5 separate regions of the Mus musculus genome follow, and regions 2, 3, 4 and 5 are each linked to region 1. Evidence: chromatin contacts called from public HiChIP or PLAC-seq, Micro-C and promoter capture Hi-C data. All regions are on one chromosome and are shown on one strand. The core of a region is the stretch at or near the end of the contact, and the rest is flanking DNA. Distances in the headings are between cores, read along the strand shown.

Region 1 (4,569 bases), core at 1,505-4,004:
CCAGAATATCACAGCTATTGCCTGCCTGGGGCCAGAGCTAAGTCTGGATTCATGTGGGATGTGTGCGGGTGTATATGGGTGGGGTCATGTATGGGTGTGTGAGGGGGCTGAGGATGTGTATGTGTGTAGGGCATTGTGTGAATATGGGGGGGGCTATGTGTATGTGGGGGCCTACTGTGGGATTGTTTGCATGTATAAGGGGTGATGTGTGTGTGTGTGTGTGTGTGTGTGTGTGTGTGTGTGTGTGTGTGTGTGTAGCTCCCCAGGTCTGGGTGTGGGCCATCAAGCTGGGTCATCTCTCCTTAGAGGAAAATATGGATATAACCCATCTCTGGCTGGATAGAGTCTGCAGTCTATCCTAGCACTTAGGAAATGGAAACAGAAGGATCAGAAGTTCAAGGTCATCTTTGGACACAGAGTTAAGTTGAAGGCTAGCTTGGGCTACTACAGAAGACCCTGTCACAAGAATAGCAAAACAGCCGGGCGGTGGTGGCGCACACCTTTAATCCCAGCACTTGGGAGGCAGAGGCAGGCAGATTTCTGAGTTCGAGGCCAGCCTGGTCTACAAAGTGAGTTCCAGGACAGCCAGGGCTTCACAGAGAAACCCTGTCTCAAAAAAAAAAAAAAAAAAAAAAAAAGGAATAGCAAAACAACCAAACTTACAAAATGCTTGAAGCAAAACCCATTTAGAACATTCTGTGTGTAAATTCCAAGTTATAGAGCCAGGCTGAGATGGGAGCCAGCCCACTAATGATCCTCACAGGCTGTGCAGGCTGTGGGTGCTCTGATTTACAGATGAACACTTACATACTGCATCAAAGAAGAACCATGCTTGGACAGTACTGGAGGCCTGGAGGAGCAAATGTCTGCTGTGGAAGGGCAGAGGTGAGCCACAGGCAGGCAGGCAGGCAGGCAGGTAGTCAATAGGCCTGGGAAGATACCTGCAGAGGGAAGCTGGGGCACTTACAATTGGACAAACAGCCTGGGAGAGGGTCCCTGCCCTATGGAAGCCAGCAGCAGGGGTGAGCCCAGGCTGTCCTCTCCCTGCTGTCCCCTCCCTACTGTCCTCAGCACCAGCTCAGCTCCTTCCCTTCCTTCAGTTCTGACTCCCTTTCCCACAGCTCCCTTTAGGGCCCAACTGTGGCTGTGGCTCCAGCGACATGGTCCTGAGCCCCAGCCCCATGCCTGACTTGTGGCAGTCACCCGTTAGGCTGCTGTGTGCTCTTGCCTCAGCTGCAGGAGGCACTTGGGAGGCCACAAGTCTGCCCAGTAGTGGTGGTTTTCTGGAGAATTCCAGCGCTGGTCAGCAAGAACAGCCCCACACGTGTTTGGAGCCAAAGAAAACAGGAGGTAGCTCAGCCATTGGGACCTGGCCTCTCGGAACACAGCCACCTCCAGCCTTCCTCTGCAGGGCTGTTTGCCCTCCGTCCCCCTCCACCCCCTGCCCCCGTGAGTCCAAAGACAACTTGGGCACTGTTCTTGGCTAGCCTCACTCCCTGATTGTCTTTAAGCCCCAGGATTTTGCCAGCACACTGTATGTGTGGTGTTCATCTATCAAGAATCCCAGGCTCATTCCTACTGAGGACTATTGCTCAGCAGTTCCCACTAGATCCCCACCACCTCTGGGTAATAGTGTAACCATTTCCAGACCCACCTTGGCTGCCTCTGACAGAGGCCGGGGACTGCTTCCTCCAGTGTTCCCCAGCAGATACCTAGTAGGAGATATGACCCACAACAGGCACATTTGTGTAAAACATGGATGTACCAGAAATCTACAAGCACATACCCTCCGTCCGACATGCTCCACCAACTTCCACCTCTTTCCCTGCCCCCACCACTGGAGCTAACCCCCCTGCTTCCTATGACTGATCTTTTTATTCTCTTTGTTCCCTGGACTGTCTGTCTCCCCCAGGCAGCCCTCCATGGTTTCTTCTTGGAGCAAGAGATCTTCTTGGGTTGCAGCAGCCCCAAGTGGGCCAGCCCCCCTCCCCTGAGCCCAGCTTCTCTGTTTACAGATGTAAGCTGTGAGTCCTGGAAGGCCAGGTGGAGAGGGTTAAAGCTGAGGTGTTTTACAGCTCAGAGTGTGGCTGGCCCGGGAAAGATTTTCAGTTCCCAGCCAGTCTTATTTTTATGACAGGCTGTCTCCCTGGTGGCTGGGGAACAAAGCTTAGTGCAGTCCAGTGAGAAGAGAACCCCAGGGAAGCTGAGGTTCCTTCCTCCACCCCATCCCCAGCACCACCACTGCCTCCTCAACAGTGCAAAAGGGGAAGTTGAGGCAAGGACATCGTTTATTCAGAATTCTGTTTGTTTGAAGGTGCGGGGAGGGGGGCGGAGGAACCCTCACAACCTCCTGCTGACCTGGGCTGAGTCACACCCATAGGTCCCTTTTGCAGGACTTTGAAGTGCGGAGGGAGTGTGGGAGCCAGAGTGGGTGAGTTGGGACCTTTTGAATACTTATGACTTTGTTTCCCCAATGCTATCTACGGGGACAGATGAAGATTGTCTTGCATACAACAGGCACTCAGTGGTGAACCAGAGTGAGTGGAGAGCCCCAATTTACTCTTCAAGGCTCATGCCTTTCTCTCCTCAGACCCCACCATATACTGATCAGCTGCGGGTCATCCCGCAGGGCTGTGGGGCGCGGCCCTGAATGCAGAGCCCGGCCTGTTTACCTTGTGGCGGGCTCTGGGCAGGGCCGCGGGGGCTGTCCCGGACCCGGCGCGGGGATAAATAGGCCGCGGGCTCGAAGGCGCAGACAGCAGCTGCAGCTCCGCCGCCATGGGCCCCACTGCCTGCGTTCTAGTGCTCGCCCTGGCTATCCTGCGGGCGACAGGCCAGGGCCAGATCCCGCTGGGTAAAGCCGCTTAGTAGGGGACATGGTTGGACAGGAGGCCCCTCCAGGCTCATGATTCTTGCTCCTCAGAACTTGGGGTCTGCTCTCCAGGAACGTCCGGGGTTCCTGAAAAATGAAGCGGCGGGTGGAGCTTGGATGGCCCCGGAGGTGGCGGGAGGGGTGATGGAGTGGTTGGGTCGCCCATCACTGGCCCCTGTGGACGCAGGTGGAGACCTGGCCCCACAGATGCTGCGAGAACTTCAGGAGACTAATGCGGCGCTGCAAGACGTGAGAGAGCTGTTGCGACAGCAGGTAAGGAAACAGAGACAGCAGCGTGGAGACAGAACAGGGACAGGGGCATACAGAGAGGACTAAGAATGGTAGAGAACAGAGAGAGAGAGAGAGAGAGAAAGGCAGCGCGGGGCAGAACAGGTGCAGAAGGCACATCGCAGTGACGAGCGGGGAACAGAAGGGACAGAAAAGGACAGAGAGGAAAAACAGAGCAGGGAAGAGAGGACAGGGCGTGGGACAGAGAGGATGGAAACAGGGGCAGGGACAGGATTCTGGGACTAGATGCACAGAGTCAGAGATAGGGAGACAGGGACTCTGGAATGGGTTTGTGCAAAGGCGGATGTAAAGGGGGTGGTTGTGGGCACCGGGCTTCCCAGGAAGAGGGGTCGTGGGAAGAGGAGGGGGACCGAGAGGAGGCGCATGGGAAGGGGTCCCGCTGACTTCCTGCCCGGCAGGTCAAGGAGATCACCTTCCTGAAGAATACGGTGATGGAATGTGATGCTTGCGGTGAGCATAGACCGGACCCAAGGGCAGGAGGAAGGGTGGGGGCACAGAGCGAAACGGAGGAAAAGGGCTGGGGAAGGAAGCTGGCGGGGGCGAAAGCAGACAGCGACAGAGCGGACTGGACGACGGAGAGAAGGCCTGGGAGATGCGCGAAGACCAACGACAGGGCTGGCAGGAGGACCGCACGGCCGGAGGGCGCGCGCTCGGACCTGCCCAGTCCCAGCTTGGGCTAAACCGAACCCCCCGAGGGGCGTGGTCCTGAGCGGCCCCACCCCGGGAGGGGTCAAGCCCATCTTGTGGGCGGGGCCGGACAGGCGCCTCCTCTGGGCGTGGCCCAGGTTGGCTCCTCTCCGGGGCGTGGCCTAACTTCTGCGGGTCCGCAGGAATGCAGCCCGCACGCACTCCAGGCCTGAGCGTGCGGCCAGTGCCGCTCTGCGCACCCGGCTCCTGCTTCCCCGGCGTAGTCTGCTCCGAGACAGCTACGGGCGCGCGCTGCGGCCCCTGCCCTCCTGGCTACACCGGCAACGGCTCGCACTGCACCGACGTTAATGAGGTGCGCGGGCTCTTCACACCCCCGCCGTCCTGTCCCTACCCGGGCCGACCCCACCACAAATTCCCTCCATCCGACGACGCCCCCCTCATCTACTGAGGGTGTTCTCCTGGACCAGCCCCTCGCAGCCCGGGGCTCCAAACCAGAAGACCTCACGTCTAACAGGGGGGGCCCACCCAGGCCAACTCCATCACTCTCTCAGACACACACTCTGACCACTCCTTTTGTCCCTACCGACGCCCACCCCAACGACCACTTGGGCGCCGGGGGTGTCTCTCTCCAACCCTCCTCACCACTGGGACGTCCTCGACCGGACCACGTGTCTACTTTGGAGAGTCGCCCTCCCCGACGGGGCAATCGCCGCCGTGCCTGCACGCCCAGGCGGCCACTT
Region 2 (4,569 bases), core at 1,323-3,822, 230 kb after region 1:
CATAATTATGGGGAAATTACTGTAAAGGCCACCCCTGGCAGCACCCCTCAGACAGGCTACTAGCAGCCAACAGTGACACTCCAGTCACCATCTAACCTGTCACCAGATCTACCCAGTCTTCTAGTGACCCTGACTCCCACAGTCCTTCCTCTCTAGGTGTGGGGTACCAATGTCCAGGGGAAGGAAGGAGGCTATCATGGGACATTCTGAAGGCTGTTCAGAGAAGCCACCTCAACTGCTGGGCGGCAGCAAGAGGACACACGGCCAAGGCCAATGCTCACATACCCCAACTTATACAAGGGCCACTCAGGTCCCAACCTCATCCTCACCAGGGTCTCCACCAGGCCTAGACACATAGGCAAAGTGGCAGAGACAGGGGACAAGTCGGCCAGGAAAGTGGAGGCCACAGCAGGTGAGGCCTAATACAGGCAGGGCTACTACCCCTTACCCCACTTCTCAGAAGATAAAAATCAAGATTAGGCCAGCCAGTAACTGAGACACTGGAGCTGGAAGCCCTGACCCCAGACAGGTAAGCCTACCACACCCTCTCTGTGAGGATGACACCGTGGGAAAGATGGGACAACCCCATTCCAGCAATGTACCAGGAAGGGCCTCGTAGTGCACACTCAGGCCTCCAGTCCGTCCCAGGTCCCTGACTTTGGCCTCAGCTGTTCCAGGTGATTAGCCTCCTTCCAGTTCTGTTGTGCCACCCAGGTACACTGTTCCTCAGACAAGGAGCTGGGCTAAGCCTCATGTATGCCCTTCCAAAAACATAAGCCTCCTTGCAGCCCACACTCAGCCTCAGGACTTCTGCCAATCGGTGGCCCTGCCTGCTCCTACCACAGGGCCTTTGCACATACGGAGCCTATGGCCCACCCCACCCCCACTTCACTTTTCCCTAACAGCCTACCTTGAGGTTCCTGCGTGCTGTGTGGAATGACTAGATCCCCACTTCCTGGATGTGAGCTTCCTCTCACACAATCATCAACACCCACCCCCACCCTCACCCCCAAACTTAGCACAGGTCTGTGAACCATTCCCTAGAATGGGGACTTGCCAGGTATCAGGGAATCAGTCAGTCCCTGCTTCCCACATGGCCAGCAGCCCCATGCCAGGAAGGGTCACTGAGTTTACTGACCATAAATGAGTCCTAACTGCAGGCTCTCAGGGAGCCAGCCTTGCATGGCAGCCCAGTGACCCAGACTTCTCTGTGCCAGGTGATCTGTCCCCTACCCAGGGCTGCACTGGGCAACTCAGCCTCTAGGCAAGCTGCCCCCTCAGGCCCTGCTACAATCCAGGCCTCCACACTCACACCTCAAAGGTGAGTGCTGGGCTCCCAGCACACTTCAAACGTTCCCGCTTCACCTACTTCTCCACACAGGCACCTCGGAAAGGAAGGCCAGCCCAGGCGTGTCCTCACTGGAAGCTAGAGCACAGCCTGTCCACCTGGGCAGCGCACCCTGTATCTTCAATGTGGGGCGTCTAGAGCCAGACCCATTCTGGCTCACCTGGGACTCCGGGAGGTGTCCCGGGACCGCCATGGTCAGGCTCTGCACCTCTCTAGGCTTTGAATCCGCACCTTTGCCTACAAGCGACAGTGGAGTCCAACTTCCACGCAAACCTCCAAAACCCCAACACCCCGCAGGGCATTAGGGTCCGACCCAACCTCTTCAAATTTGCAGCCACAATGAACCCACGTGTCCTGTTTCAAATCTCCAGCTTGGATACTTGGGACTCTGCGGCCCTAAGACCTGAAGCTGTCCTCCAGTGCCATGGTCTCACAGCCAACCCCGAAAGCTCACACCTGTCAGGTTTGTGTGACCCCAGAACTCCCGAGGCCTTACAACCCTCAGATGCTGTGCCTGCCCTGGGCATCCTGTGACCGCTCAAGTCCTAACTCCTGATCTCCCATACACCACCGACTCCCTAGTGAGCCCCTGATCCTGCACCCGATGAACCGCCACGTGACCCCAGCAACCCCTTGGCTCTTGTTTGACCCATTGATTTCCTGTCCCCTCAGGTATTCTGAGACCCCAAGCCCCCTTGGAGCTCTCAAGCTCATGCCCATGCCCTCTATCTCATGTGACCCCCCCACCAAGACCCTGGAACTCGAGTACCTCAATATATTCTGTCCTTTGTGTATTCTGTGACCCCAAAGGACCCTCAGGTCTCGCACACCCACAATCACACACCCTTCTGGTCTCGCGTGACCCCATGAGCCCCTTGATCTCGTGTGTACCCCTGAAATCCCGCACCATTTTGATCTCCAGTCACTCCCCGATCTCCTCGGGATCTCCTGTGTCCCCCCTGAAATCCCGCACCATTCTGGTCTCGCGTGACCCCATGGTCCCCGGTCCCGCGTGGCCCCGCACCGCGCACTCACTTCTCGCGCGCCTGCCCGTCCGAGGGCGCGCAGCCCTTGCTCGCCTTGCCGTACATGCTCCGCACCTGTCAGGCGCGCGTGGCCATCGCTGCCCGCGCCCCGATCCCCGCGGCCATGTCCGCGCGGGAGCTCCGGCCGCGGGTGGGTTCTCGCCGCGCTGCCCTCCCCGGGCTGTTCCGGGAAGCGCGCCACCGCCACCGCGCGCTCCCGCCGCTCTTAAAGTGGCAACGGCGGGAGCGCGGGTGGGCCCCCCCCCCGCGCGCGCGCTGGGAGCGCGCACGCGCAGAGCCCGCGGGGGCGGCACTGCCCACCAATAGGCTGCGCACCAATAAGTACAGACTTCAATACCTCCCCCCAAAGATATTCAAGCCCGGGACGCGCTCCAGCAGTTGCTATTTGTGCAATTGGGAAGCTGAGGCAGGGGGATGGCCGCGAGCTCCAAGCATACCTCGGCTGCGGAGCAAGACTCCCAGTTGTACAGATCTGGGGGTGGGGGTGGGGTGCTGTGGATATCTCCGTTTCGACTCAGGAACTGCACTAGGCTCTTGGGCTCACAGGATATGCGCCCATGACATTCTACTCCCAGGACACTCTCTGCGAGCCAATACAGCGCTGCGGGCTGTGAGGGGCCCTTTTGAGAGAGTTTCATATAGGCCAGGCTTGTCTCAAACACATAAAACAGATAACCCTGAAATTCTAATCCTCCTGCCTCAGCCTCCCTAGCGTTTGCACGACAGGCGTGTGCCACTTAGCCTGGTCTGTGTGCTGTGCACAGAGCCCGGTTTTTTTTTTTTTGTTTTTTTTTTTATGCATGCCAGCGTTGTAAGGACTGAACCCCAGACCAAGCACGTTTTGTTTGTTTTTCTGAAAGTGTTTCTTAACGCGGTAGACAGAGGCAGGAGGATCTCTGTGAATTCGAGGCCAGCCTGGTCTATATGGCGAGTTCCAGGACAGCAGCCAATACATAGTGAGACCCTGTCTCAAAGTCGGAGTAAAAACGGTGTCTCCTGTAGCCCAGGCTGACCTCCAGCTCTCTACTTCACTAAGGCTCCTTGAACAGGTGGTCCTCCTGCCTCCACCTCTGGGTGCACGCTGGGAATGAGAGCATGCTTCTTTCCCCCACTCCAGCGCAGACGCACGTGTATAACACGCGGCCCCGTGAGAGCACGAGGGGTCGTGGCGCATGGGCGTCGGGAAGCATCCAGGCTAAGGCTTGCTATCGCTGCAAGTGTCCCCGGTTGGACACGACGGGTTTAGTGGGGACTTGCTGGAGATTGCGCACAGGTGGGTCGTCAGCACCCGGTGGCGCAGTCATGAGCTCAGGTTTCCTGTGTGAGTGTGACAGCATGCAGGTCACCACGGCGCTAAGTCTCGCGTGGTGTCCCTGGTGCAGGCAGATCCCCTAGCCCGGGCCTCCCCGCCCCCACCCTAGTGGGCGGGCGGGAAGCCGAGCCGCCGTGGTTCCAGGCGCTCAGGAAAGGCTGCCGGGGCGCGCCCCGCCTCCTCCCCCAGGGCTCAGCTGGGCCGACGCCGGCCTTTCCCATTTCCTGCTTGGCCCGCCACCCCCTCCCCCAGCTTCCTCTCCCCGCCGCGGGGCTGGCGACTGCTGGGTGCCAGGAAGGCCGTCGGTGCGCCTGGGCCACCGCGCACTACAGCTCTTTGCAGGCCCTGTTCTCAGCGAGACACAGAGAGGTTGCGAGTGCAGCCGGGAGGCACAGCACGCAGCTCCGAGTTTCCTTCCACCCTCAATTGTGTCCCCAAGGTCTGGAGATGCCCAGGACGCAAGGTTTCCCCTCTCTCAGCCACAAATTTTTGATTCAGTGTCTTCACCCACCCCAACCCCCGGAACTATTTATTGAGCGCCTGCTGTCTACCGGGCCCTGGGGACCCAGCGGGGACACTTTGCTACGACTCCTGGAGAAAAGAGTCAGCTGGGGAAAGCAGGAGACAGAGCCGGACAAAGGGAGGGAGGGCCGGCGGCAGCGAGGACGGTGGGAGTCCCGGAGGAGAGTGGAGGCGGACGCTGGGAGGAGGAAAGAACGGGGGGGGGGGGGCGCCCGCAGCCCTTGAAGGCTGCTTGGGGGAGGCTCTGCGGGCGGGAGCAACTGCGCCGTCGTCATGGCAACCGAGGCGCTCCCAAACACAGCTAGGAAAGTCCGGGGAGTGGAGCTTGCAGGACACACACA
Region 3 (4,569 bases), core at 1,223-3,722, 220 kb before region 1:
TCCCCAGGCCTTGTCCTGTCCTGTTCAGTCCTGCTCTCCCACCCCGCCCCCCTCCTAGCGCAGGGGCCCTGCTGCAGCTGCCGCCCTCACGTAACCAGAGCCTGCTGGTTGCATCAGAGCCAGGGGGAGGTGGCCAGGTAAACAGCGGGGCCCCGGGGGGCCGGGCTCCCCAGGCTCCTTATACCGGAGCCTCGTTCATCACGGAACCCAGGCAGAAGCCCCCAGCCTTGGCCGGGATCTTGGTGTGTCCTGGGGACCCCTTTGTGTGTGGAGTGGGCAAGTTGACAGGAGTCGGGACCCACCTATAGCACAGCAGGAACTTTTTTGCTGTGGAAGCGGTTTGCTACTGTCATCCAAAACTCAGGGGTGAAGCAAGAGGATTGCCCTGAGATGCAGAGTTGGGCAGAAAAGGTTCCAATTACACAGGTGTGGAACAATGGAGAGGACACCCAGTCAGCTGAGATCCTGCCCCACATCCCAAAGCCCTTCACCCAGGGGCGAACTCCTCAGATCTGAAAGCTAATGTCCCCATTTCTGGGCCTTACTTCCCGATCCCCAACAGCATTCTAGTGCAGCCCTTCTCCACAGTTCTGGTCTGACCTCCACTGTTCCCCTAGCCCAGTACTACTTGCCAAGAGTTGGGGAAGGGAACATGTGGAGTTTCTACTTCCCTCACACCAGGGTGGGGTTCGGAGGCGCTTCACACCACAGCCAGCTCCAGCTTTGTCCCAGACCTCTGACCCTGACATTCTTTTCTCTCTGAGGCTTACCTCAAGTGCTCCCCACTTGGGTCTTCCTCTGGCCCATCATCTGTGCAGAATGATGCTGGGCCTCCAGGCCGAGGGTGGATGGGAGTCCTAGAAGGCCCCACAGTGACTTTCCCTCTGCAAAGCCAGAGGCGAGCTGAGACAGGGGCATGGGACAGGGGCATGGTACTGGAAGGTATATGAGGACACTGGCAAAGGCACAGCTGGTAAGTCCGTACTGGTGACCCCCCCCCCCATATAATGGCTCTAATTATTCAGGAGTGGTCCAGCGTGGCACTGGCTTGGTCCCATTTGCCAGCAGGATCAGAATTCTAAAGAATCCTTTATTTCCTTATTGGACAGGGTCTCTTGTTTTGTTTTGTTTTGTTTTTCGAGACAGCGTTTCTCTGTATAGCCCTGGCTGTCCTGGAACTCTGTAGACCAGGCTGGCCTCGAACTCAGAAATCTGCCTGCCTCTGCCTCCGGAGTGCTGGGATTAAAGACGTGCGCCACCGCGCCTGGCTATTGTTTGTCTGTTTTTATATTTATTTTGAGCCAGGGTTTTACTATGTTGCCCAGGCTGGCCTTAGTTAGACTTAGCATCTTCATGTGATTGTCTCAGCCTCCTGAGTACCTGGGATTACAGACTCAGCCACCAGGCCCAACTTATTTCTTATCTAGAGACAGTAGTCTCAAAATTACCCAGGATGCACTTGAGCTCTGTGTACCTCATACTGGCCAGAAACTTAGCACACTCCAGCCGACTGGAGCAACTGGGAGGACAGGCTGTGTCACCAAACCAGCTGCTAACTGTACTTCACTCCTATTAAGGTGTATGGTCCTGACTAGCCAGTCCAAGGTAAGGTCAGGGTCATCACAGTGAGGTCCAGGAGCCCTGACTCCTTAAGGAGGAGCCTAGCTGTTTGTACAGCCTTGCCCAGTGTTTTTTAATTTTTAAGATAATATATATTTGTATATGATTGTGGGGGGGAGGCGTCGTCTGTGCCATAGCAGGAGGACAGAGGACAACTTACTGGTGTGGGTTCTCTCACTCCACGTTTTCATACCGGAGATAGAACTCCTGTTACCATGCTTAGCAGGAAACCCCTTTACCCACTGAACCATTTCGTCTGGCTCCACGACCCTGTTTTCTTTTTCTCTTTTTTCTTTCTCTTTCCTTTTTTTTGTCTGGCTCCACGACCCTGTTTTCTTTTTCTCTTTTTTCTTTCTCTTTCCTTTTTTTTTTTTTTTTGTTGTTGGTGGTGGTAGTGATGGTTTTGGTTTGTTTGTTTGTTTGTTTGTTTTTTGTTTGTTTCCAGACACAGTTTCTCAGTGTGGCCCTGGCTGTCCTGGAACTTGCTCTGTAGACCAGGCTAGCCTCAACAATCACCAGCCTGTACTTCTCCAAGGGCTGGGATTAAAGTTGTATGCCACTATGCTCTGGTTGTTCTGTTTTGTTTTGGTTTTGATAGGGTCTCGCTCTGTATCCCATGCTGGCCTGCAACTAGCTGCAGTACTCCTGCCTTAGCCTCCTTGGCGTGCACTTCTCAGTCAGGCTTCTCTTTGGATCCTAGCATCTTCTCTCGGACGGACCTAGTTTGAAACGTCTAGGAGCCAGAACACAGCCAAGTATCCGCCCCTATGCAAATAACCTACTTCCACCCAATCAGCTCTTGAGGGCGGGGCTGCGCGGGAAGGCATCTGCCACTGGGCCAGAGCTATGCTCAGTGCAGCAGAAGCATAGGCGCCTGGACCCTCACAGTGCGCAGCAGGTGTGGCCAGCAGGGACCAGACTCCCGGGACTCCTGAGGTGTGCGCGGGTCTCGGGGCGGGTGGGATGCAGAGAGCCGTGAGTGTGTGTGTGTGTGTGTGTGTGTGTGTGTGTGTGTGTGTGTGTGTGTGTGTGTGTGTGTGTGTGTGTATGCGTGTGTATGCGCGCGCTGTCTTTGGGTTAGGGGGCCTTGCTTTCAGGAGTGTTTGCTGAGTAGGGTTTCAACTAGCCTAGTCTGGAAGTTACTATGTAGCTCATCTAGCCTCAAACTCACAGCAGTTCTCCTGCCTCAGACTCCTGAGTGCTGAGATCACAAGCATGTGACCATTAAATTGTTGGAGGTTTCTTCTTTCTCTTGAGAAGAGGGGGTTTAAGACAGGTCTTGCTCTGTAGTCTAGGTTAGTCCAAAATTCACTATGTAGTTCCGGCATTCGTAGTTCAAACTCAAAGCAGCTCTCCACTCTCAGCCTTCCAAGGTCCAGGATCTCAAGGGTGTGACCACACTCCACTGTTGGAAGTTTCAGTTGGCAATTTTAGAGAGGGTTTCACTCTACAGTCCAGGTTGGCCTAGAAGTCTATGTAGCCATACCTGGTGCTTCATGCCTTTAATCCCAGTCAGGCAGATCTTTTCAGGCTAACCTGTTCTACATAGTGAGCCCTAAGTGAGGCTGTATCATGAGACCTTGGGGTTGGGAGGAGCTCTGTAGCTCAGGCTAAGCTAGAACTCATGGTAGTGGATCTTTGGTCTCCCAAGTGCCAAGATCACAGATGTGTACCCGTGGGTGGCTGTGTTTGTGGTTTTCTTTGTTTTAGGTAGAGGGGGGTTGAGAGGTTGAGACAGGGTCTTTGTGTGTAGTCCAAAATAGCCTTGAACTTTCATCAGTCCTCCTGCCTCCGTTTCCAAAATGTCGGATCACAGGTGTGTTCCTACTTGAGGCTGTATTTGAAGTTTTGGTGATGGTTGATTGTGATGGCACTATATCTGGATACTGGCTGGTTTTGTGTGTCAACTTGACACAGACTGGAGCTATCACAGAGAAAGGAGCTTCAGTTGGGGAAGTGTCTCCATGAGATCCAACTGTGGGGCATTTTCTCAATTAGTGATCAAGGGGAGAGGATTCATTGTGGATGGTGCCATCCCTGGCTGATAGTCTTGGGTTCTATACGAAAGCAAGCTGAGCAAGTCAGGGGAAGTAAGCCAGTAAAAAACATCCCTCCATAGCCTCTGCATCAGCTCCTGTATCCTGACCTGCTTTGGTGATGAACAGCAATTTGGAAGTGTAAGATGAATAAACTCTTTCCTCCCCAACTTGCTTCTTGGTCATGATGTTTGTGCAGGAATAGAAACCCTGACAAAGACAAATTGGTACCAGAAGTGGGGTATTCCTGTGACAACCTGACCATGTTTTGGGGAGGACTGTGGAAGGACTTTGGAACTTTGGGCTAGAAGACCCATTGGGATGTTAAGAGCTCTGTGGGATGTTCTGTAGGAACTTGGAAGATAATGTTGAGAACAGTGCAGAAGATGGAGGCCTGGCTTGTGAAATTTCAGAGGGATGATTAAAGACTCTTATCAGAGCCATTGCTGATTTGATTGTGAAGATTCTGTGGTTCTGGTTAGCTGGGGCTGAAGAATCAGCTGTGATTAACAAGATACCAGAACTACTAAAGCAAAACCTTTGCATTACTGGGATTATTGATGCTGGTTAGCTGGAGCTAAGAAATTAGCAGTAATTAAGAAGAGACCAGCATCATTGAGGTAAAATCTTGTGGGAAGTATTTTTTGAGGCTGTGTTTCGGAGATAGCCAAGGTTGTACCTCATGCTGCAGCAGGACTTGGTAATATGTAAGAGTCACCCAGGTGGTACTGGTTTTGAAGGCATGAAGGGGTCATGAAGAGCAGCTGAGGCTCGGCACTGTGAGAGGCCATGGAAAGCCATTGGTGGAGGTGCAGCTTCAGTTTCAATTAATGGCCCAGGACTGAAGGGGTCATGCAATGGAGTTGAGGCTTCACACCATGAAGAGAGCCTATGAGAGGTTATTGGTGAAGCC
Region 4 (4,569 bases), core at 751-3,250, 200 kb before region 1:
CAGGCCTGTCCAGGACTTAACCAAGATAAGAGCTGCCCCTCCCTCCCTCTCTCAAAGCCGCTTGGGGAAGACTGTAGGGTCCTAAGATGACAGTTCTTGCTCAAGCTGTATCTGAGGCTGAGGTTGTTGTACATGATGCTTTGGTTTAGAAAACAAAAACAAAAACAAAAGGAGGCCTGCCAGCTCAGGGTGCTCTCAGGTTCACAGCCCTCCTGACCTAGCTGGATTCCATGTAAGCCCCACCACCCTACCCTGTGGGTCTAACTCTAGCATTTTCTATTCCATGAGCCCAAATCTCCCCATTGTTGTTTGAGCCTTTTGGAATTTATGTTTGAATCATTAGGAAGATCAGGCTAGCTCCAAACTATCAAAAATGGCTTTCTGTGTCTGGCTAGTACAGGAGTTAGAGATGTGAACCACTAAGGCCAGTCAGCACCCTCTTTTTAAACATTAACTACTATCATGTCGATGGAAGCAAGTGTATAATGCATGAGTGGAGTGGAGGTCAGAGGTCAACTCGCAGGCATGATTCTCCCTTCTACCATGTGGGTGCTAGGGTTGGAACTCAGGCCCTCATTGTGGTAAAAAAACTCCTTTGCCCAAAGAAACATCTCATCAACCTAACAAGTGTTCCTTCCTGGTTTTTACTTTATTTTATTTCTAGACAGGGTTTATCTGTTAGCTCTGGCTGTCCTGGAACTCACTTTGTAGATCAGGCTGGCCTCGAACTCAGAAATCCACCTGCCTCTGCCTCCCGAGTGCTGGGATTAAAAGCATGCGCCACCACGTTCGGCCCTGGTTTTTATTTTTTTTTCCTGTTTTTTGTTTTGTTTTTGAGACAGTCTTAAAATATGAAGCACTAGTGGCTTCAGTCTGGCTACACAGCCTAGGCTGTCATTAGTCTTAAAACATGCTCCTGTCTTAGCTCTCTAAGAGAGAGGACAGCTATGCGATCCACTATGCCGGGCTGTCTAGTGAGGAGGGTGTGGCTCAGAGAGTGACGTGCACACACACAGACATCCAGGCTACTGTCTGAACTGGGGTGATGGTGTAGTGAGCTGGGGAGGTCGCTCATACAACACAGGTCTTACGTTTGCATGGTGAGCTCCATCCGTGGTGAGTGAGAACACTGACCGGGCATGGTGAGACACATCTGTTACTTGAGCATTTTACAGCAGGATCAGAACCTCAAGGTCATCCTTGTCTACATAGAGAAGTTCAGACCCTACTAAAACCAAACAGGGTTAGCAAGCCTGTTCAGCCGGTTGAGGCTTTTTCTGTGAAGTCTGAGTTTGATCCCCTGGGGTCCACATGATAGCGAGAGAATTGACTCTAGCAAGGTATCCAATGTCCTCCCACACACAAAGTAAGAACTCCTCCCCCCCCCCCCCCCACGTCCAAGTAAAAACAAAACTAGAAAGCTAGAAAGTTGGTTAGTTGACTAGGAGCAAGTATTGCTTTTGTAGGGAACCCAAGTTCAGTCTAAGCCCTCTTCTCAACCAATAAACAACCACATGTATCTTTAGGGTCAAAGGATCTGGCCTTCTCCTCTGGACTCCAAGGACTGCAGCTACGTGCAAAATACAAAAAACCCCACAAGATACAGATACATACTAGAAAATAAAACCAACCGGGTAGTGGTGGCACAGGCTTTCTTTAATCCCCAGTACTTTGAGGCCAGCGTGGTCTACAGAGTGAATTTCAGGACAGACCAGCAGAAGTTACATAGGTACTCTGTCACACGCACACGCACACACACACACACGGCACACACACGACACACACCACACACACGGCAAGGGCAAAAAGAGAAAGAAAAGAAAAAAGAAGGAAAAGCCAGCAGACGAAACGACCTCATGCTCCAGCTAAAACTACAGTTCCCAGCATGCATTGCGCACACCCATCCCATTCTTAGCCCGATGACTGACTTCCCAGGATGCTCGTCAACAGCATTCTGTCTCTAATTGGCCAAGATACCTCAGCGCTTCCCCGCCTCCAGCCTCGTACCGCTGTGCGCCCAGGGAGCGGACATGGTGAGCAGGCCCTCTGGGATCCCCGGGGTGGAGAACGGCCTAACTGAGCTGAGAGGGTTCCCCAAACCGCGCGGGCTATTTGGAAGTGTCGTGTAGTCAGTGGTGCTGGACGCGTTGGGAGGTGAAGCTAGGGCTCTGGACTGGAGTGAGGGAGCTGGGATTGCAGCTATCTTTGCTTTCTGACAGGGTCCCATGTAGCCCAAGTTGTACTAGAACTTATTCGTAGCCTATGGGGACCTCGGACTTCTGATTCTCCTGGCTCTGGAGTGCTGAGATGTCAAACTTGTGCCACTATTCACGGCTTTCTGTTTGTCTTTTAAAATCTTTTTTTATTTTTCATTATTTTATTTATTTAAGTATGAATGTTTTGTATGTATGTCTGTCTACCGTGTGTGTGTGTGTGTGTGTGTGTGTGTGTGTGTGTGTGTGTGTGTGTGTGTGTGTGTGTGTGTGTGTGCTGTTCTTAGAGGCCAGAGAAGACATGTAGGATTCCCTGAGAGTGGAGTTAGAAAGGGCTGTGAGCTGCCAAATGGATGCTGGGAATTGAACCTGTGACCTCTGGAAGAGCAATCAGTACTCTTAAGCCCTGAGCTATCTCTCTAGCGTCCCAGTCCTTTTATTTTTTTCTATTTACCCATTAAAAATTATTTACAAAGGGTCTTACTTGTTGGTGTTGATGGGCAGTGATGGCAAATGCCTTTAATCTTAGCACTTGGGAGGCAGAGGCAGGTGAATCTCTGTGAGTTCGAAGCCCGCCTGGTCTACAGAGTGAGTTCTAGGACAGCCAGGGCTACACAGAGAAACCCTGTCTCAAAAAAATCCAAGCAAAATTGTACACCAGTACACCTGGCTGACAGATTTTTATATTGATCTGTATTTCATGTTAATTGGGTATGAAAGCAGAATGCAGGCAGGCAGCTCTAGTGGCACACAGTGTATATAATTAGATAATTACAGAAATGAGTGCTGTGTCGGCGGGAGCCTGACTTAGCTTCCTTCTGAAAGATTTGTGGAGCTGTGCTCTGAACTCTTCCTGGGATGGAGAGCTGGCGTCTATCATTTGGTAGAGTGCTTACCTAGCATGGACGGGGCTCCACCCCTGCACTGCACAAACTGGGTGTGGGTACACGCTATCACCCTAGCACTCAGGAAGTGGGGACAGGAGGACCAGCAGTTCAGGGTCACCTTCAGCTGTGTTCTGAGATCCAGACCAGCCTGGGCTATAGGAAATCAACCTATCTCTGGCCTTCCCTTCTTTCCTTGGTTTCTTTCTTCTTTCTTTCTGTCTTGTGTTTGTTTGTTTGTTTGTTTGTTTTGTTTTGTTTTATTTTGTTTGTTTTTTTTTTCAGATATTGTTTCTTTGTGTAGCCCTGGCTGTCCTAGAACTCATTCTATAGACTAGGCTGGCCTCGAACTTGGCCATCTGTTTGCACCTGTTTCCCAAATGTGAGGATTAAACCCAAGATTACACACCCTGCCTGGCAAGAAACATCCTTTAGACAAATAGTTGGGTGTGCTGACTCTGGCCTTTAATCCCAACATTGGTGAACCAGAGGCAGGTAGATTTCTGTAGGTCGGAGGCCAGCCTGATCTACCCACATAGGCACATCCAGAGCTCACAAAGCAAACAGAAGTATTCAGGAAAGGGGTTCAGGGCTCTGCTGGTGGAAGCAGGGGTCAGGACCAGGTGAGCTGCTGGGGATGCCTAGGGCGCTGAAGACAGACTCTGGCTCATACCCACTGACTTCTGAGAGATACCACCAGAGCCCAAGGCTGGCCCTCTCCACCCACCCACCTGCTCTATAAATAACCTGTGTTACGTCAGAGCACTTGAGATTTTCTGACTAGAGCTGCCCCTTTAGGCGGTCCTTGGAGTGCAGCTGGTGGTGACTCTGTTCACCGCCACCCTCATGCACAGGCTAGCGCCACACTGTTCCTTCGCACGCTGGCTGCTCTGCAATGGCAGGTAAGGGAATGTTCTGCTGCCTGTCCTGCTGCAGTGGTCCCATGGTGCATGCTGTTTGTTCCTTTTAAAAATCTCCTCCTTCTCCTCCTCCTCCTCCTCCATTATGTGTAGGGGTTGTCTCCACGAGTGGGGTTGTGCACTCATACACTGGGGCTGGCGTTACAGTAGTTATGAGCTGCCTGATGCGGGGATGGAGAACCCAGCCCAGGTCACCTGGAGGTGCTCTTAACCCCTGAGCCATTGCTTCAGCCCCGGTTTTGTGGTTTTTAGACAGAGTCTCATACTGTAGTTCCAGCTGCTTGTGAAAGTGTGGCAGTCCCTCTGCCTCAGCCTCCCATCCGCATTTCAAAACATTTCTTTTCAACTGTGTATGTCACATTGTCACATGTGTATCTGTGTGTGGTTTGTGCCTTTCCTAAGTGAAAGTTGCCAGTTATGGATGGTTGTGGGCTGCCCAGCATGGTGGGTTGGGGGTGGGGTCATTTGCAAGAACAGCAAGCACTTTTAACCAACACTGAGCCATCTCTCTAGCCGTCTACACTTTTTTTTTCCCCCAAGATAGGGTTTCTC
Region 5 (4,569 bases), core at 1,278-3,777, 170 kb before region 1:
AAGCTACCTCCCAAGGAGGCTCGCTTTGTACAGAAAGCAGTGCTCGTGAACCACCGACCACTGTGCAAGCTGGGCTATGGGAGGAGCCAGAATGGGCGCCAAGGATGCAATGGCATTCCATGAGGACAGGGGTTGGGGGAGGGGGCTGCTGCCAGGCTACCAAGGGGCTGGAGAGATGCTCAGTGGTTAAGACTGCTGGCTGCCCTTGCTAGTTTGATTTCCAAGCAGCCACATGTTGGCTCAAAAACATCTCTAACTCCAGTTCTAGGGGACTGGATACCTGTTTCTGGCCTCAGCAGACACTGTACACATGTGATGCACAGACATCCATGAAGACAAAACACCCACAGGCTGTAATGCTTACTTATACAGCATGCAGTGCTGTAAAGAAACTAAACCGAGGCTCAGGCTGCAGCTTCACTGGTAACATGCTGGGCTGGCGGCAGGGAAGCTGCGGGCTCTGATGTCAGCACTACATAAAGACAGGTGCAGCGGGGCACCTGTCACCCCAACACTAAAGAGGCTCAGACATGTGTTTACCACAGGTTCAAGGGCAGCCTGGGCAGCAGAGTGGGAACTTCCTCAAATGAATAAATAAGTAAAATGAATAAGTGGATGAAGTAGAGGCTAAAAAACTATGTGAAGCCCGCAGCCCCTGAGCCACGCCAAGAGAAACTCTGGGGCTGAGTTTCAGATGTCTGTGGCTGTTGAGTGACTGGCCTGGTGACCCAGCTCCACTTGTAGCATCTTGCCAGCCCTGCCTTTGGGGCAGTATGATCACATCAGGGCACATACAGAAGGCTGAAGGAGGTACCCCCTTCTATAGGGCTTTGTGCTAGCTGGTTTCCTAGGAGACCATCTAGGCAAGGTATGTACTTAACCCTCATCAACCTCTCTCCTCTAACCAGGTCTCTGAGGCCTTTGGTGAAAGGGTGTCCTGGGCTTCTATGTTGAGGATAAGGATGGGGCCAAGACTCATATACGGATAGGGTGAAAGAGCAGCTACTGTCTGCCGAATGCCAGACCCACCCTTACCTCAACTGCCTTAGCTAAAGACTTCTAAGTCTGTTTTACAGATGGAAAGTTGGGAATAAAACTCAGATAAGCATTTGCCTAAAAATCCTCCAGTGGGGCTGTAAGCATGGCTCAGGGGTAGAGTTCCTGTATAAGATCTCTCAGTGTGGAGGGCTGAGGGGGGCACATGGCTCAGGGGTAGAGCATCTGCCTAGACTTCTCCAGTGAAGGACTAGGGTGTGGGGTGGGATAAAATCCTAGGCTACGGATAGCTGCCCCTCCCCAGTACACTAAAACCTACAAACAAAAACCAAAAAACAAAAATATTCAACCCTTCTGTATACGAGGAAGCTTTGGCCTGTTGGGAGGAAGGCAACAGTGATGGAGACTCCAGGTGGTTACTGGGGTACATGGTTGCTTACTTGTCCGCTACTGAGCTATCTTCCTTTCTTTTCAGAGAAGCTCAGCCAAGCCTTGCACTGGACTCCAAAGCAGCAGAAGATCTCTTACCTAGGGAGTCCAGCCCTGTCCTAGAAAACCACATGTTCCTTAATTAAGCCTTCACTTATCCCAGAGGACCATCCACAGGGTGGGAGTGGAAGACATGACCATCAATTCCCAAACAGCTCGACAGAATATAACCCTGTCACAGGCAGTGCCTTGAGCAGTTCAGGACCCTGGATACAGGCCCTCCAGCATGCCAGGAGCCCCTCTCAGCTCATGTCTCAGGATGAGGACACAAGTTAAGTGTCTGGACCACCAGGCTGACAACTGGTTAACCTGCTCCTGCTGTGGGCTCATGCCACAGACTGCCTGGTAGAGGAAAAGAGGATGGGGAAACCACACTTGAGGGACTGTAGCCAGGATTCCTATCCTTGGCATGAGGATACCCAAGCCTGTTGGCTTTCACAAGTCTGGAGAAAGTCAGAGGAAACCACCCCTAAGAGAAGATGAAAGACAAAGCTTGCATGATTTTTAAAATCTTGGGGCAGGCAATAGTATTTAGTGGGGAGCCAACTTCCTAGCCCATGCAATGTGCTGGCCCCCATCTCCTGTGCTGCCAAATAAACAGCCTGTCACCATGTACTGGGAGGCTGTTGAAGGAGGGTCAAGTTCAAGGCTTGGGCTCTATATAGCAAGACTTTTTCTCAAGTAATAATAATCACTCTGCCCCAGTGAGGCACAAGACCAGACCTTGCAGGCAATGAAGAGAAATAGATGAGCCAGCTGGTGTTTTGGAGCTCCGGTCCCCAGACAAAGCTGTGTGGGGTTTAGCTAGACATGCCACGTCAGGACATGATGTGATTCCTGCACCCACACTGGGATGTGAGGATTCTGTAGACTGAGCCTCACCATCTGCGAGGCTCTGATTCCCAGCACCAGCCAGTTAGGTCAAGTAGACAGTGACCCATGGTGACTTGAAAAGCAAACACGGAAATGTCTACAAGAGCTGAGGGTGTAGGCAGCTTGCTGAGCAGGCACCAGGCCAAATAAAAAGAGCATTGGCACTGAGCATGCTCACTGTCTCCTAAACAACACAGTGCTTATTTCTACACTGTCCTGTATACTGTCACTTAGGGAGGACACACTCAGGTTGTAGGCAAACAACGCTCCACTGTACAGAAGGGGCCTGAGCTGAAGGTTTGGTGACTGGGGGAGGGAAGAGGGGCAGATGACAGTACTAGAGGCTCACACATAACAGCAGATGGCAGTGTTGTTAGGCTGTCACTGTAGTTGCAGCTGATGGGCTTTGTTGGGGATCTACTAGTCACTCCTTGTATCCTCCCCCCTTGGTAAGCATTTAGCAGTTACACACTACCCCAAACCATCCCCATCCTGTCTTCCTGGATCTATGTTGCCTCCTGTCTCCTCTCCTCAGTCTCTGTTGCTCAAGACCTGATGGCCATGGGAACCCTGGTTGTGTATTATCCTTCTCCCAGTGCTGGACAGGTCAACTGTACTCTCACGGTGAGCCCCGGAGAACACAGCACAGGGTTTCTGTCAGTGCTTGGGCCTTGACCTCCTTCCTGCTTAAGGTCAGGTCAGCTAAGCATCTCCTATCAAGCGGCCACTCTGCCGCCTCTGTGCTCTGCTCTCTGGGATCACTTTGCTCTGGGATAGGGGAGGCCAAATGACTATGGAACAGAAAACACATGGACCTATATGACCCACATTGTATAGGAATAGATATATCTTCTATCCTGTTTTTGTTTGTTGGTTGGTTAGTTCCCCCCCACCCCCAACTCCCATGAGACAGGATTCTCTGTGTAGCCCTGACTGGCCTGGAACTCACTCTGTAGACCAGGCTGGCCTCGAACTCAGAAACCCTCCTGCCTCATGGGTGTCTGAAAACAGTCCAACTGCATTCTCGCGCACTGCTCCACTCTGGTGGGTGAGGGCTGAGGGGGCAACAGCTCACAGGACAACAATGTCAAGGGGTCAGGTGAGGAGCACACACTTGCTATGGGTTCCATCCTCAGCACCCTTTACTGTCAGACCCTAGCTACCTACCCGCCAGGGTAGTGGGAGGGCATCCTGTCACCTGTGCCACTGCCTGAGGGCTGCAGACAGCCCCAACCTGTATGTGAAGAGGCACCTTCTTAGTGACGGCTTCTAAGCCTACCGTGGGTCCTACAGCCAAAGTCATCAGAAGCCAATTACCATCTGTCTGCCAATGATAAGGGCTGTTTTCTTTTCTAGATCAGAGTTTGGTGTGCCTGGCATGGTGGCCGTTGCCTGCTAACCCTGACTGCTGCCAGCCTCAAAGATAGACAGGAGCTCCTCACTCCATGCTCTGGGGACTGTGACTATCACCCTGGCTAGGAACTCTAAGCATGCCTCACAGTCATGCAGATTTCAAAAGACCAAGACAACTCTGGCCATAGCACACCTGCCAACCAGCACCTGCAATCTAAGGTGCAAGTTCAAGGACAGCCTGGGTGGGATACATGTCAAGTTCCAAGCCAACTTGAACAACATAGTGAGACTCTGTCTCAAAGTTGAAAAGCACAGAGAGGAGTGGGGAGACATAGAGCTCAGAGATCTCTTGTCTCTGGGTTCCGCTTCCACTACTGAAAAGAAAAGACAAAGCAGAGGAAAAAGGGAAAGAAAGGCCAGTGAGGCTTGCTGCCAAGCCTGATGATCAGTTCCGTCTCCGGAGCCCACCTGGAGAACTGAGAACTAACTCCTGCCAGTTGGCCTCCAACCTCCACCACATGCTGCAGCAGGCACACACCCTCCCTACCACAACAAATAAATAATTGTACGAAGAGTCACTGTCTTCTGCTCTTGCCCACCCACAGTCACCAGTGACCCTTGGATATGCTATTATATAAGCCAAGGCACCCAAACCCCTGTGCTGGGTCCCCTTCAGTTATTGCTCCTCATCTCCAAAAGCCCAGGTTCTCACCCCACGGGGTGCAGAACAGTGATGCGCCTGGCCACCCTGAGCAACAGTCAAAAGCCCAGGTTCTCACCCCATGGGGTGTAGAACAGTGACGCCTGGCCACCCTGAGCAACAGTTACTCCATGCTCAGGTAGTTAATTTATTACCTG

Evidence for each region. Promoter capture Hi-C pulls out the DNA fragments that hold promoters and counts their contacts. A called contact is a pair of places that touch in the nucleus more often than the background predicts. HiChIP or PLAC-seq counts read pairs in DNA pulled down with a chosen protein or histone mark.
Region 2: an H3K27ac HiChIP or PLAC-seq map of embryonic stem cells shows a contact between it and region 1, with 4 times the contacts expected there. The contact joins the promoter of Ssbp4 here to the promoter of Comp in region 1. A contact is called at or near these places in 16 of 39 promoter capture datasets (the 3T3-L1 cell line, 3T3-L1-derived adipocytes, the HPC-7 cell line and 11 more), 4 of 484 Hi-C or Micro-C datasets (the N1E-115 cell line, embryonic stem cells, liver and 1 more), 11 of 115 datasets of contacts at active chromatin or transcription factors (the NIH/3T3 cell line, embryonic limb bud, embryonic stem cells and 3 more) and 3 of 9 other capture datasets (adipose tissue, embryonic stem cells and liver).
Region 3: an HNF4G HiChIP or PLAC-seq map of pancreatic cancer cells shows a contact between it and region 1. The contact joins the promoter of Mef2b here to the promoter of Comp in region 1. A contact is called at or near these places in 1 of 39 promoter capture datasets (liver), 2 of 115 datasets of contacts at active chromatin or transcription factors (embryonic stem cells and pancreatic cancer cells) and 3 of 9 other capture datasets (adipose tissue, liver and pancreatic islet).
Region 4: a Micro-C map of embryonic stem cells shows a contact between it and region 1, with 1.7 times the contacts expected there. The contact joins the promoter of Tmem161a here to the promoter of Comp in region 1. A contact is called at or near these places in 1 of 39 promoter capture datasets (liver), 1 of 484 Hi-C or Micro-C datasets (embryonic stem cells), 1 of 115 datasets of contacts at active chromatin or transcription factors (embryonic stem cells) and 2 of 9 other capture datasets (adipose tissue and pancreatic islet).
Region 5: a promoter capture Hi-C map of the C10 cell line shows a contact between it and region 1. The contact joins the enhancer-like site here to the promoter of Comp in region 1. A contact is called at or near these places in 1 of 39 promoter capture datasets (the C10 cell line), 1 of 15 datasets of contacts at CTCF or cohesin (pro-B cells) and 2 of 9 other capture datasets (adipose tissue and pancreatic islet).

What each region holds. Positions count from the first base shown.
Region 1 is chr8:70,370,794-70,375,362 of GRCm38.p6, forward strand. It overlaps Comp (cartilage oligomeric matrix protein), which reads left to right and starts at 2,755. Exons shown (of 19, transcript NM_016685.2): 1 at 2,755-2,854; 2 at 3,060-3,145; 3 at 3,580-3,631; 4 at 4,012-4,181. The coding sequence starts at 2,779. Gm51533 (a long non-coding RNA gene) reads right to left here and starts at 4,067. Exons shown (of 4, transcript XR_003947399.1): 1 at 2,673-4,067; 2 at 1,655-1,712; 3 at 808-941.
Region 2 is chr8:70,605,742-70,610,310 of GRCm38.p6, forward strand. It overlaps Ssbp4 (single stranded DNA binding protein 4), which reads right to left and starts at 2,573. Exons shown (of 18, transcript NM_001372473.1): 1 at 2,384-2,573. The coding sequence starts at 2,439.
Region 3 is chr8:70,150,289-70,154,857 of GRCm38.p6, forward strand. Mef2b (myocyte enhancer factor 2B) reads left to right here and starts at 2,473. Exons shown (of 9, transcript NM_001045484.2): 1 at 2,473-2,556. All of the region lies in intron 1 of Gm45929 (predicted gene, 45929), which reads left to right.
Region 4 is chr8:70,170,408-70,174,976 of GRCm38.p6, forward strand. It overlaps Tmem161a (transmembrane protein 161A), which reads left to right and starts at 2,001. Exons shown (of 12, transcript NM_145597.4): 1 at 2,001-2,033; 2 at 3,896-3,999. The coding sequence starts at 2,031.
Region 5 is chr8:70,197,869-70,202,437 of GRCm38.p6, forward strand. All of the region lies in intron 1 of Slc25a42 (solute carrier family 25, member 42), which reads right to left. Among named protein-coding and RNA genes, the nearest start is that of Slc25a42, 12 kb to the right of the region's middle. Within about 2 kb of position 2,528, at least 64 of the 459 cell types and tissues checked have an H3K27ac peak or open chromatin away from gene starts, as enhancers often do. A contact at or near this core is called in adipose tissue and pancreatic islet, where this site is marked.